Linked DNA regions of Mus musculus: all the other regions are linked to region 2. Evidence: chromatin contacts called from public ChIA-PET, HiChIP or PLAC-seq and promoter capture Hi-C data. All regions are on one chromosome and are shown on one strand. Each heading gives the region's core, a stretch centred on a gene start, on an enhancer-like site or on the middle of the called end of the contact. The rest is flanking DNA. Distances are from core to core; before and after follow the strand shown. Region 1 holds the start of Tec (tec protein tyrosine kinase). Region 2 holds the start of Fryl (FRY like transcription coactivator). Region 3 holds the start of Txk (TXK tyrosine kinase). Region 4 overlaps Slain2 (SLAIN motif family, member 2).

Region 1 (3,416 bases), core at 584-3,083, 390 kb before region 2:
AATGCTTGATACGAATTCAACTTCAAAGACTCTGCTTCACCTGCTGCTCACTGGACGAGAGCAGAGCTTCTACGGGCTCTGAACAGGGACAAAGTCCACAGACACTTACTGAGAATCCACAGGGGAGCCATCAGCAAGCTGAGTATCAACAAATGATCTTCCCCAGATGGGAGTGGAGGGAGTGGGGGGGGGGTGAAGTAAATGCCAAAATCTAGTAGGATGGGTGCAGGGAAGGAAGAGAGGCACCAACCAGGGCAGCCTGGAGAACCTGTAGGAAGAGGTGTGGTTAGAGGCCCTGGGTGCGGGGCGGGGAGGGGGGGGAGCGAGGGGGGGGATAGGGGGAGGCCAGGCATTCTTCAAGAACACAAATGTGCCAGTAATTGTCCACAGTATCTCCATCCTCCTTTAAGGATCAGCTGTAGGGAGAGAGGTTACACATAGCCCCAGCCCTGTCTGTAAACAAGACCACCTTGTTGTAAGGGAATCAAGAAAACAGTGTGGCAATGCTAAACCTTGCATTCCCACCCTAGATTCTTTCCAATCTAGAAAGAGAGGGAAACTCTAGGCCAAAGATCCATGTAGGGCAAAGGTATCGCCTACTAGAGCGCTTCACTGATTTGCATGTGTTTACAATACCTGTCCCCACACAATTCCACAAACCCGAAGGCACACACCCTTGTGGGAAGAACGAGGGTGATTTACATAGGCACCCTACAGAAAGCACCCCTGAGCTGGCAAGGAGAGGAATAGTGATCGGATTCATAAGTGTATGGCGAAAAGATAGGTCTGTCTTAAACAATGAAAATGTAACTGGACGACATGGATGTTTTCAAATACTTAATGTGTAAGTTTAGCCACAGCTCCCCCCAACCCCCGCCTCGCGGAAAAAAATCAAGCTCTTCCTTATTTTGAGTCTATAGACCACAGAGCTACAGTGTCGATCACTCAGCTATTAAATCCCAAATCTTACTTAGGAGACTCGATGCTTCCTCCTACCGCGCCTCGGCTCTGTAAAAGAATTATATAGACGGGAATAGGTTGTCAGAGTTTCCTTAGAGGAAAATGGGAACTCACTGGAAAAATGTAAAACCTCTGCTTAAAGCATGCAACTATTCTGTCTGGATAGGCTCCAAACCCACTTAACCAAGCCAGCCACCCAGTTGTCCCAATTTAACACTGCGATCAACTCTTCTAACCAAATATTCCACTTTCCAAAGATAAGCCCGAATGGGACCTGGTACACAGAAACATATTCGCCAACGACAGGAAAAAGTTAAGAAATGTCAGATCCAGGGGAAATTGCACAGTCTCGGGACAAGGTCCACGTAGTTTTTCCCACTTTGATTCTTCGAGTCCCTGTTTATCAAGATCCAGATACCACTTTCCAGAAGAGAAAAATAGCTAAAGAAGTACGTGCACCTGCTCGGGCACAAGCAACTGTGGACTGTCTTCCTGGATTCGAACTTTACCGCGGGACAAGCAGAAAGAAGAAAGGCCCCCTGCCGCTCAACTGGGAAAGGAACTCAATCGCGAGTCCTCTCGGCTCAGATACCAAGTCCAAAAGGGCTCAGATCTGCAGCCACCGGGGAAGGCGCGGCCATCAGGGGAGCGCACCTGTCCCTTCTTCCTGGCCCAAGGGGGACGGGCCTCTGACCTGACGCAGAGAGTCCGCTCTCACCTCCGTGAGAAGGGTAGAAAAATCCTCCCTAATCCCACTAAGGTCAGTCTCCCGCAGGTGGAGGCCAACTCCGTGAGCGCCGAGAGTCCCTTGGTTCTTACCTTGACGGAGCGCGTGCCGAGACAAGCCAAGACAGAGCGACGTCCAAACTGCGGAGCCCGGAGCTCGGCAAGCGCTGACCAAACCCATCGGCCACGCCCACCGCCCGGCTCCTCCCTGGCCCCGCCCCCTCGCCGCGCCGCCTCTGCCCTCCGCTGCCCACAGCGCCAGTGTCCCACCTTCCTTCCGCGATTTCAAAGCCAAAGGGAAGAATCGGAGCTCGCGGTCCTGCGGCCGAAGTTCCAGGGAGCGTCTCTTATCCAGACAGACGCGGCGTGGGGTCTCTCTAAGTCCGGACTTCCCATCCTAAGAGAACCGTCCAGAAAAATGCTCCTTCGTCCCCGGCTCGGAGAGCCGGTAGCAATAGCACTTGTGGGTGGCTAAGAACCGACCTCCACTTCCGCTTAGCCCCTCGCGGGCGAAACCGGATGATGCTGTGCTCTGGGGTGATAGAAGAATGGGTGGCTTGACTGACAAGCCTGAAGCATCAGAGCCTAGCATAGGGTCACCCACTTACATTATTACTGTTGATACACTAATAATGAAAACAACCTTCAAGTTATTCACTTTAAATACTGTAAAATTCTTAGACTCCAGGAAAGAACGTGCCGTTTGTCACCTAGCTAGCTAGCTAACTGAGAAGCTGTCCTGGAAAGGCTGGGGCTGTAGATCAGTGGTACAATGTTTGCTTAACATGCACAAGGCCCTGGGTTTGATTCCCTACTTTCAAGTCTAAGTTGTCTTTGATGGTAGTCTTGAGTCTTAGCCACTGTTATCTGATCTCATCCATCCTGTACTGTCAGACAGGCATGGTGGCCCACATATTTTATTCCAGCTGAGAGGGCAAAGGCAAGCCCATTTCTAAGCATTTAAGGCCAGTCTGGTAAACATAGTGGTTTCCAGGCCAGCCAGGGCAGGGATATGAGGACCTCTCAGAAGGAGAGAGACACAGGATAGGACTGTAATGTTCATAATAGTCCATGGGAATAAAAGACTGAGTTCGCCTTTGGGATGGAGAGAGAAATTAATTTGTAAAATGCTTGCTATGCCGAAGGTTGATCAGGTAGAGCCCATGTTTTTAAAAAAAAAAAAAAAGGAAAGAAAGAAAGAAAGAAAGAAAAAGGGAAGAGAAAGAAAGGAAGGAAGGAAGCTGTTTTTCACCTGTACTCCAGAGCTGGAGGCAGAACCAAGCATAGCTTGGCCAGTCAATCTAGCCCAACTGGCCAGCTCCGGGTTCCATGAAAGACTTTATCTCAAATAATATGGAAGAGAGCAATTGAGAAAGACACTTAGCCTCTGACCTCCACAGTGGAGCCTTTACATAGGGAGAAAACCAATATACCGGTAAGCAAAGAAACCATTTCACAGGTGAGAAATGTCTTGGCTGAAATAAACTGGGGTAATGAAAGAGAGATTGATGAGGAAGGAGGACTTCTCAAAGGAGGACTCTGTGGAGCTGAGGTTGAACAGTGAATCAGGCAGCCAACCTGAAGACGACGCTCGCGATCACGTGTGCAGTCACGTGTGCAGTAAGACTCCTCCCCGACACGGCTCAGGACTTAAAAGCAGTGCCTCCCTGTGCTATTTCTCCTGTGATCATCTTAATGACCCGAGAAGTCAGCTGACAAGATTCCATTTG
Region 2 (3,023 bases), core at 88-2,587:
CGTTTATTTATTCTTTTATTAACACAGCAACCTGGGACTTATATCCTCGAAAGTCTACAAGCAAAGCGATTGTAGGTAATGAGGAACAAAGCTGGACTAGTAGTAAAGCATTCAGGCCCCAGATCGCCTTAGATATCGGCCTCTGCAGACGCAAGAAACGAGGCTCGGCCGGGCCGGGAGAACCTGCCGCCCGGAAGCAACAACTCCCATTAGAAGGCAAAGAAAAGTTGCACGGCTGAGCTCCGGACCGCGAGGAGCCAGCGCCGGTGTCTGCGAAGCCGGTGGCCCGGGCTGCACAGGCCCGGCGGCGGGCGGTGACTTTGGCGTCCGCCGGGCCGACCCCGGCTCCGGAAAGGCGCGGGTCCGGGGGTGCGCCGTCGCTTCAGGCGGAGTGGGCTCTGCGCCCAGGTCCGCACCCCTCCCAGCACCGCAAGCAGTGGGCGGAGAGACGCGGCGGAGGATCGCGGACAATGCCCGGCCGGGCCGGCAACCTCGGCGCGCAGCGCGAGCCCGCCGCCTCTCCTCCCGAGGCCGCCTGCCGGCACCTTCAGCCGGGTCGGATGATCAACCCAGCAGTAGCGCCTGCCGCCACCGCCCCGCCGCCCGCTTCCTCGCCGGGCGGTTCCCGGGTCGCGGTGAACCCGCGGCGTGCGAACCAAGCCGGCGCGCCGAGCGGCGCAGGGAGCGCGCTCAGGGCAGCCGGGCGCGCGGGAAGAGCGGAGCGAGCGTGGAGACGACGGCGCGCGACCAGGGCAGCCGGGAGCGCGGGGAGAGCCGGGCACGGGCCGGGAAGGAGGCGCGCAGCAGAGCGGGGCGCGCGGTGCTCCCCCACGGGTCTGCCGCAGCTCCGACGGGCTTTCGGTTGACCCCGGCTCAGTACCGCGCCCGCGTCCGTTAGGAGCCTCCCCAGTCGGCGCCGCAGCCGCCCATCCCGGTCCGCCTCCCTCGCGGCTCGCAGCAAGAAGGGCAGCCGGGCCAGGGCCGGGGACCCGGGATCCCACGGCCGACGGTCGGCGGGCATCCCGGATCCTACGGCCGACGGTCGGCGGGCATCCCGGATCCTGCCCCCGCGCTGGAAGAGAAAGTGAAATGAAGCGCCTTTCCCCAAACAGCACCTACCAGGTCCCCAGTCCCGTGCAGCTGCCTCGTTCCTCCAGCGCCGCCGGTCCCCGCCCTCGGGCCCCAGGCTCCGTTCTCTTTGACAATGGCGCGTCCCCTTTAAGGAATAATCCGATCGGGACCGATTCGTGGTTAAACCTCCCTCCGACTCTGATTTTAACCGGATTTCTGTCTCTCCCAGAGCCCGACGGGCGCCCGGCAGTGCTGCGAGCTCTGCCCACCCCTTCTCTGCCCCGCCCACCCACTCGCCTTCCTGATTGGCGAAGGATACTACACCAGGAACAGCGGTCCTCGCCCTCCACTGGCCGGCCTCCCCGCCGCTCAGAGTTTCCCCACCTTCGCCCCGCCCCCTCCCCCGGGTTGGACCTACCTCTAATCACTCTCGGTCCTCGCCTCCAACGTTGCTTTGGAGAACTGGCAGTCACGGCTCACCCTCCCGCCTCCGGAAAGCTAACTTTATTTTTATTGGTAGAAAGACATCTTCCTGTGCACCTGATTGGGTAAGAAAAGGCAAGTCTGCACGCCCCTTACCTTTTATCACTCTCCCTGGACGGCTGAAAGACAGTCGTAAAGTCTTCCCTATTTTGGCACCCTCAAAGCCTCTGTACCTTTAAATGTTGGTAGAGGTCGAGCACAAACAACCTATACTGAGGAAGGCGGGAAAGAGAGGTGGAAAGGATGCAAAAATCTTCAGATAAAAAGCACACCACAGCAGCTGCGGGATCCTGAGAGCCCAATCCTATTTCGTGAATGGAGTGAGAACACCTGAAATCCTAATACTGGCTCCTGAGAATTAATCAAGTTCACACTCCCTGTCTACTCTGCTCACATCCTTGACTTCCTGGCTTTACGCACCCGGAAGAATTAACGAAGGTGTCTTCAAACCCAGGGGTTTCCTTGTTTATCTTGCAATAGGACGTTCAGAAAAGCGTTAAGTTCTTCCCATTAGAAGTTCCGTTTAGGTCACGTCCTGTGTGTCATACTGGCATTTGCGCGGGACTATGCTATTTTTTATTATTTTTAAAAATTGTTTGGAAAGATTAAACATATATTCCTCTTTGCTGATATTCTCAAAGTTCCTCTTGTTACAAATGTGGACACCAGAGGGCTAGTCTTTGAAGGACAGTGGCACCTTTCCGGGGAAAGCACATCTACCCAAAGGAAGAGGGAGAAGTCTCGCCAGGAGAAACCTGAGTGGCAGAACCCTGCTCATTAAAGGAGAGGAATCCTGCGACAACCTCGGGATCTGCATTAACTTAGCACCAGGTTCCTACCCCAGATATAGGAAACGAAGGTTATTTCCAAAAAACCTGAGTGTGGTTATGGCTTTCGGACCCGCCAAGAAATAGTAAGGAACAGGTTAAGTGTTCTCTCTATTTTCTATGGTCTTTGATACTTTTGACGATCCTTTGACGACGTCAGAGGATCCCTACAGGTGCAGCAGTCACCTCCAGTAGTGCCAAGAAAGTGGCTGTGCCCAATGCCGCCCTAGACCAGACCAGCTTAGAGAGAGGGAAATAAGCATAGACAGTTGAGAGATAAGGCTTTTTTCCTGAACTCAGAGAGCCATTATTATCGAGGAGCAGTAAGAGAGGCGGGACTTGATTGGTGTTTGCAGGTCCTTCCTTTTAAATTGTTTGTACATTTTTGCAGCAGTGGGAATGAATTTAGGGACTCATGCATTCAAGGTAAGTCCTCTACCAGTGAGCTAAAGTCTCAGCCCCTCACGATTGTCACACGCTGAGACAAGAGATGGGAACCTAGCTGTTTTATAAGGCCTTCACAAATACAAGCACCCAATTACGGCCTTTAACTAAGCCCCCTTTCCAACCTACTCCTCCAGATACAGTCATCCCTCTTTCCCATATCTGCAAGGGAATTTCTTCAAAGACCCCCCACCCCAG
Region 3 (3,170 bases), core at 541-3,040, 500 kb before region 2:
TGGTTTTTCTTTCCACAAACAATAGATTAAAAGCATTCAAGAAGAGGTGAAAGGGAGAAATTTCTAATCCTTAGCTGCTGTACTGGGATCTTGCCATCTAAGTAAATGTCTGAGTTTGCTCTCACGGTAACTTAGCTGCCAAACACACTGGCAATTCCAACACTTCACAAATGTAACCTCACTGGAGGAGTGTCTTGGACCCTGTTCAGAGGCCACCATCATTCCTTTATGATCAAAACCCCACTCTATACAACTACCTCCTCTTCCCTTCCAGCAGCCTGTGACTCCAGGTCACCATGGCAGCCCCTTGAACAGTCAATGTGTTTGGCGCATACAAATAAGCATCCTTAAGTTTAAAACACCCTGGAGGGCACTTGGTGGTGCCTTGTCAATGGCGAATACTCATTATTTCACGCAGAAGAAAATGGAGTGGTTTAGCTATGGCTCATGGCAGAAGGACACAGACAGACAGACAGACAGACAGACACTGGATGGTACAGGGACATTGCATTAAAACCATTCCTCCCCCCCCAGGCCACGGGGAAATCTAAGACCCCATAGATAAGTAGTCTCCCACTTCATCCCTAGACAGCCTCTGCATCTACTTGCCTTACACGTAGCTGAGCCTTTCCTGTCATAACACATGGCCTTCCTTCCCCTGGTTCTGATCTCATGAGAAACAATCAAAGCCTTTAAAAGTCCATATTCTGCATCTGCTCAACATTATTCTGCCCTTGGGGAGGTGGGGACTCGTGACAATTCTTTGTATCTTTTTCTGTCTTGAGCTGCTTGGCCTATTTCTGATAACAAGAAACCTTTTTGTTGCTGTTGCTGTTGTTGTTGTTATTGTCTTGTTTTGTTCTTAGTGAATCAAACTGTAAATCATATTCAGGAAGGCACAACAAAAATAGCATTTGATTATTTTTATAAATCCTACCAATGTCTGGAGGTCCTAATAACGTGCTGTGGCTTAAAGAGATATGTAAAATTCGGTCAGTTTTTTCCTACTGCCAGCTAAAAATAAATCAGAATTCTGGCCTAATCTAGAATGACTAAGTTCTACTGATGTTTGATTCCCAGGGCATCTAGAATTAAAATCAGAGATCGTCTTTTTTTTTTCCTTTCCTAAACCCCTATACATAATTAGCCTCTCTTGAGTCTTAACTGTGGAGTGCTTCCAAAAATCGTCTTGAAGTCTTTCAAAGCAACTCTCAGATTAGTTGATGTGCTTGCCAGCTTTGCCCACTGTTTACTTGTGACGGCTATAGGAGGAGGCAGAAAGGGAGCGCTCACACTGTAGACTTGTTCATCCAACCGAGGTGCCAATGGGAACCTGTCAAAGCTGAGGCTAAACCAGAAAAGTCTGATCTCTTCACCCTCAACTCTGAGTTCATTATCATTCAAAAAACAAACATATCCCATCACACTGACCGAATTTCCACACATGCTAAGTACACAACTTTTTTTTTTTTTGCTATTGTCATCTGTATTCTCAATTCTCAAGTATATAATTTTATCAAGAGGCAGTGGACATTTAACTAAGCCACAAAATCCTGTCACTACATCTGAAGAAATCATCTTTAGGATTTCACAAATTCCTTGTTTTAGCAAAACCCACTCCTAGGGGTCACCAGTAGGCAACACACCCATAAACACGCTGTGACATTAAATGGTAAAGCCCATCTTACTCACAAGAGGACAGGATCATGGCGACCCTGCTTGCTGGCCATACACAGAAGCCTTGGTTCTTCAGCTCTGTTCCACTCACGGTAACACATCTTTCAACTGAAAGCATAGTTGTTGGCCTGTGACGTTTCTCACAGGCAAAGTTTACCCCACCTAATTTCCTGTTCTGAAAACCTCAAGAGTGTGTGAATGACAACCCAGTGGCCTACATAAGAAACTTCAGAGCTCTGTATCCAGATCTGAAGTGTTAGCACTTCCTTATACCTACGCTGTGGGTGTGTCTAGAAAACACTTTGAAGAAATCACAGAATTTCGGTAAAAGGGGCCTTCATAGTAGTCAACTTAAACTGTCTTCCCTGTGCTGATACTGGAATAAAGGACCATACAAGAAGAAATTTTACTTACTGGAGGGCTCATAGTGGTACAGGGAAAATCGACTTCTAGGATCATGAATATCCAAACTAGGATGTTTGGCCCTCTGATTTAGGACTGACTCTAAAGACTTGGTTTGGGATTAGGGGAGAATCTAAAGATCTGTTTTAAAAACTGGCTGAAGCTAGGTGTGGTGGCAAAAGTCTTTAATCCCAGCACTCTGGGAGGCAGAGGCGAGTGAGTTCAAGGCCAGCCTGGTCTACATAGAGTTCCAGGACAGCCAGGGTTACATAGAGAAACCTTGACAGACAGAGAGAAAGACAGAGACAGAGAGACAGACAGAGATACAGACAGAGACAGGAGAGGCAGAGAGACAGACAGACAGACAGACAGAGACAGAGAGACAGAAAGACAGGGACAGAGAAAAGAAAAGATTTAGCCTCAGCTTTGACAGGTTCCCATTGGCACCTCGGTTGGATGAACAAGTCTACAGCGTGAGCGCTCCCTTTCATTTGTTCTGTTTTCCCATAGGAAGCATTTGTATGGGCTATGGAAATGGCTCAGTGAGCAAAGTGTTTGACACTGAAGTATAAGGACCCAAGTTCAGAGCCAGAAAAGTTACATAATTGACAAGAGAGCACGGTCTCCCACCAGTAAACCAAGTGCTTGGGAGATGGAGACAAGAGATCCTGAGGGCAAACTGGCTAGCTAGACCAGCCAAATCAGCCAGCTCTGAGTTCAATGAGAGATTCTACCTCACTACACAAGGTGGAAAGCAATCGAAGAAAACACACAGCATCAACTCTAGCCCCCATATGCACACAGGCACATATGCACACATACACACATGTATCCTGCCCCCTGAGACCTACATGTGATAAGAAAGAGTATTTCAAATTGTTCACACAGGAACTCAACCTTCTTGTAACTTTCCTGAGCACACCCTGGTTCCTTTCACAGCTCATCCAGATAAAAGGAGAAGATAGGTGGGGCCTATCTTAGCAATAATAGTAAGGCATGCCTGCATATCACCAGCTGCTTGAAGGAGTTGATTAAAAAGTGTGTATGGTTTTGTGATGTGGGGAGTTGGAAGGAATATGGCACATTATGAT
Region 4 (3,377 bases), core at 16-2,515, 280 kb before region 2:
ACTGCTCTGTGCTGCGGGTGGGACCATGCTCAGTGCTAAGCTGCTCTTCTTCTGCATCTCAGCTGTTATTGACCCTAACAGAGGAGAGCGCTGCTCTAAGTTCTTTATCTTTAAAACCTCCATGTGCTTTTCCAGGAAACCTATTTCTCCTCATCCCATTTAAACTGTGTGTACCTTTGAGCCTAGGTAAGAGTCCGTGTGATATCCCTCCTGCTGGTTCAGGCATCAATTTCTCTGGACATAGGTGCTTCCTGGCCTGCCTTCCTGTTTTCTTGTTCCTTGGTGTGTTTCATGATTATGCAGTGGATGGCAGACAGTGTGGAAGTTTACATCTTTCTGTGATGGATATTGTTAATCTTCTTTTAAATATTGTTGGAGTTTATTAAGTAATTGTATTTCTTACAAATCAGTTTAAACCTTCATAGTAGAAATGGATTATTTTCTCAGAGACCAGCTTCTAACAACTTTCGGTTTGTCCACCTACTATACTTAAAAACAGTGACAGGCTGTGGTTAAATGAATGAGTATGTTCTAATGTAACCCTATTCACAAACACAGTGTATTTACCCCCATGGACAGCAGCTGTGGACACAGTTATTCAGAAGTTTCTTTTATAAGTTTTGTTAGAGGAGATTTGTGGCATCCTTTTTTTCTAGCACTAGGTGTCCCATCCCATGTAGGTGTCATTCCCTCCCCACCCTCTAGTTAAGGCTTGATTGTTTTAGAGTATCTCCAGGCTGCTTTGACATCTCTTTGATTTGGCAAGGACTCTCCCATAGCTGGTTGAAACTCAGGAACAGCACTTTGTGTGAGCTCTGCCGGCTGTTCAATTTACAGGGCTGCACTCCTTTGTCCACATGCACGGAATTTCATTCTGGATATACTCAGCCCAGTGTTTAGCTGAAGGTTCAGCCAGACCCCAAGCCGAGTTCTGAAGGTCTTCTAAGCAGCTCTCTCCTCTAAAACACAGTATCTCTCAGATTTCTGATTTCGTCTTTTCTGCTCACCAAAATAAGGTTGGCCTGCTTGATATACACTCTGCTGAAAGAATGTGTTCAGAAGAACAACAAAAAGCCCCAGGGCTTCAGAACTGGTTCGTTTCATATCAGACTCTCAGACCCAACATTCCAAACACCCTTCCTGCAAAATCACTGCACTGAATGGCTAAGTACTTTTCTAAACATTTCATGGACCGTCCAGGCTTAGAGGAGTCTAGTAGCAGGCTGATCTCCTTTCAGTCCTATTCAAGCTTGGTTTCAGGCTGGCTTCTCTGGCTTTTCATCTTAGAGCTTCCAGTCAGTGTTGGCAGGGAGGGTGTGGCTGAGCAGGCAGAGCCGCTTACATCCCCAACCCCCATGGATGAGTTAGCGCCATCTACATTCAGAGCTGTGTCCCTGCCTTGTTCGATCCTCTGTGGAAACACTCTCACAAACACACTAGCAGTCTGCTTCACTAACCATAAGCACGGGATGCAGTGAGCTTGATAATCAGAACTGATCACCTCTTTTCTGCCCTCCATTACTACAGTAGACTTGCTGTGCTCTGCTGTACAGATGGGTTACAGAAGTGGAGCAAACAGAATAGTATAAGATGGCCCACGCCTGTGCCTCAAGCTTTCTCGCGACTGCACCCTCCTGAAACGAAGGCAGTTGATGGAGAATAATGTTAGCTTTCTGCCTCTGCTCCACACACACCCTCCACCCTGCCTTATCCCCAAGGTCCTGTGAAGGCTATCCATGGCCTTCTGAGGACACTTAAAACCCTTTCAGAGGAGACATATTCAAACAAGAAGCAGAAAAGGGTGAGCATGCACCCCAAGAGATCTAAACTTCATCTCAGAGGGACCTATTACAATAATAAAATGTATTTGAATCCTGTCTTCTCTGAGAAAGCAATGAAGATTGGACATTTCATTGTATCTATCTGGCATTTGTTTAATATAAACACATATTTCATAGTAGACTTGGCATTCTGTGACTTCATAGGCCTTTTGATAGGCTCCTGGAGTGCACACACATGTGTGTCAGAACAACTTTGAGGAAGTGTCTCCTTTGCCATGGATTTCAGGGATCCAGATCAGGTTGTCAAGTGTGTGGCATGCACTGTTGTGCACTGAGTTATCTTGGTGCTTCTGGAGCTGACTTTTATAATAGTAATAACTGTTAATTCCTGACCTCTAGTTACACCATGATAAGTAGCTTTGAGACTCTAGTCATTAGATTTTTATTCACATGTATATCCAACCCTTACGTTGACCTTTAGAATGTCCTCGTGTGGGCCTACTTAGTTCCTACAGTGAGACATAATCCTGGGTGACTAAAGTTACTGATAATTGTGTTATCCGTGCATACAACACATGGAGGCAATGGTATGGTGGGAAGGTCAGAGGACAGCTTTGTCAAGTCCTACCTTTATGTTGGTGCCTTAGATTGACCTTGGATCTCTAAGTATACATGGCAAGCACCTTTTACCACTGAGCCGTCTTCCTGGTCCCTGTGGTGCTGCACTCGCACCCCCTTCCTCTTGGGGGATCCAGGGTACCCTGGTTAATGTACTTCTTTCAGAGACATTTTGTCACCCTCTGAGGTAACCTTTTTTCTGTTAGCCCAGAAAGGTTCTTTATTTGAGGCTCATACTATAGATCTCCTAGTGCTCGGTCATCGTGGGTAACAAACAGTGCTTTGACTGGTACTTGGTTCCCTCCGAAAACACTGGCTTTCCTTTGCTGTTCCGCATACAGTACCTTCTCCAGGCAAATTCCGCTCCCCTGCAGCACCGTCTCCATTGGCTCTTCGGCAACCAGTGAAAGCGTTTAGTAACCATGGCTCTGGTTCTGGTAGCCAAGAAACTACCCAGTTCACACAAACCACCTCCTCACCTGGGCCTCCTGTGGTGCAGAACTCAGCCCCAGCAAACCCTTCCAGCAATATCAACAGTGCCACTCTAACCAGACCTGCAGGGACAACTGCAATGAGGAGTGGCCTGCCCCGGCCAAGCGCCCCTTCTGCGGGGGGCATCCCAGTGCCTCGCAGCAAGCTTGTACAGCCTGTTCGAAGGTAAGTGTAAATGTTGTACTCGGCACGACAAGTCTATGAAAAGGAGCAACCTGCAGTCAGTCCTGTCTGCATCCAGTTGTCAGTGTGGAGGGTCTAGTGGGTCCCACCATGTTAGTCCATTGCCTCCTTGTTCTGAAAAAGTCTTCATTTGGACATTATACAACCTTGGTGCAGATGCCCAAATGCCTAACATGATGAAGTACCTCAGGCAGCTCCTAGGACTGAATGGTTAGTCACTTGTTTTGGTTGTGATAGGTTAAGAACAACAATAAAGATAATGTAAGCACAGGGCGGTTAAGAAAGTACTTGCTGTGCTCCCTG

Evidence for each region. Promoter capture Hi-C pulls out the DNA fragments that hold promoters and counts their contacts. ChIA-PET counts read pairs in DNA pulled down with a chosen protein or histone mark. HiChIP or PLAC-seq counts read pairs in DNA pulled down with a chosen protein or histone mark.
Region 1: a contact with region 2 is called in an H3K4me3 HiChIP or PLAC-seq map of embryonic stem cells, with 10 read pairs. The contact joins the promoter of Tec here to the promoter of Fryl in region 2. A contact is called at or near these places in 1 of 39 promoter capture datasets (pre-B cells), 1 of 484 Hi-C or Micro-C datasets (B cells), 2 of 115 datasets of contacts at active chromatin or transcription factors (embryonic stem cells and memory CD8 T cells) and 2 of 9 other capture datasets (adipose tissue and liver).
Region 3: an RNA polymerase II ChIA-PET map of memory CD8 T cells shows a contact between it and region 2, with 45 read pairs. The contact joins the promoter of Txk here to the promoter of Fryl in region 2. A contact is called at or near these places in 4 of 484 Hi-C or Micro-C datasets (CD8 T cells, natural killer cells, regulatory T cells and 1 more) and 3 of 115 datasets of contacts at active chromatin or transcription factors (memory CD8 T cells, regulatory T cells and thymic regulatory T cells).
Region 4: a promoter capture Hi-C map of neural stem cells shows a contact between it and region 2. The contact joins the enhancer-like site here to the promoter of Fryl in region 2. A contact is called at or near these places in 8 of 39 promoter capture datasets (the 3T3-L1 cell line, cranial neural crest, embryonic stem cells and 4 more) and 3 of 115 datasets of contacts at active chromatin or transcription factors (embryonic limb bud, embryonic stem cells and stem cell-derived neural progenitor cells).

What each region holds. Positions count from the first base shown.
Region 1 is chr5:72,866,615-72,870,030 of GRCm38.p6, forward strand. It overlaps Tec (tec protein tyrosine kinase), which reads right to left and starts at 1,834. Exons shown (of 19, transcript NM_001113460.2): 1 at 1,780-1,834.
Region 2 is chr5:73,255,281-73,258,303 of GRCm38.p6, forward strand. Fryl (FRY like transcription coactivator) reads right to left here and starts at 1,338. Exons shown (of 63, transcript NM_028194.2): 1 at 1,120-1,338.
Region 3 is chr5:72,750,987-72,754,156 of GRCm38.p6, forward strand. It overlaps Txk (TXK tyrosine kinase), which reads right to left and starts at 1,791. Exons shown (of 15, transcript NM_001122754.2): 1 at 1,693-1,791. The coding sequence starts at 1,708.
Region 4 is chr5:72,971,791-72,975,167 of GRCm38.p6, forward strand. It overlaps Slain2 (SLAIN motif family, member 2), which reads left to right. Exons shown (of 8, transcript NM_001113423.2): 7 at 2,741-3,056. Among named protein-coding and RNA genes, the nearest start is that of Slc10a4, 33 kb to the right of the region's middle. Within about 2 kb of position 1,266, at least 19 of the 459 cell types and tissues checked have an H3K27ac peak or open chromatin away from gene starts, as enhancers often do. A contact at or near this core is called in neural stem cells, where this site is marked.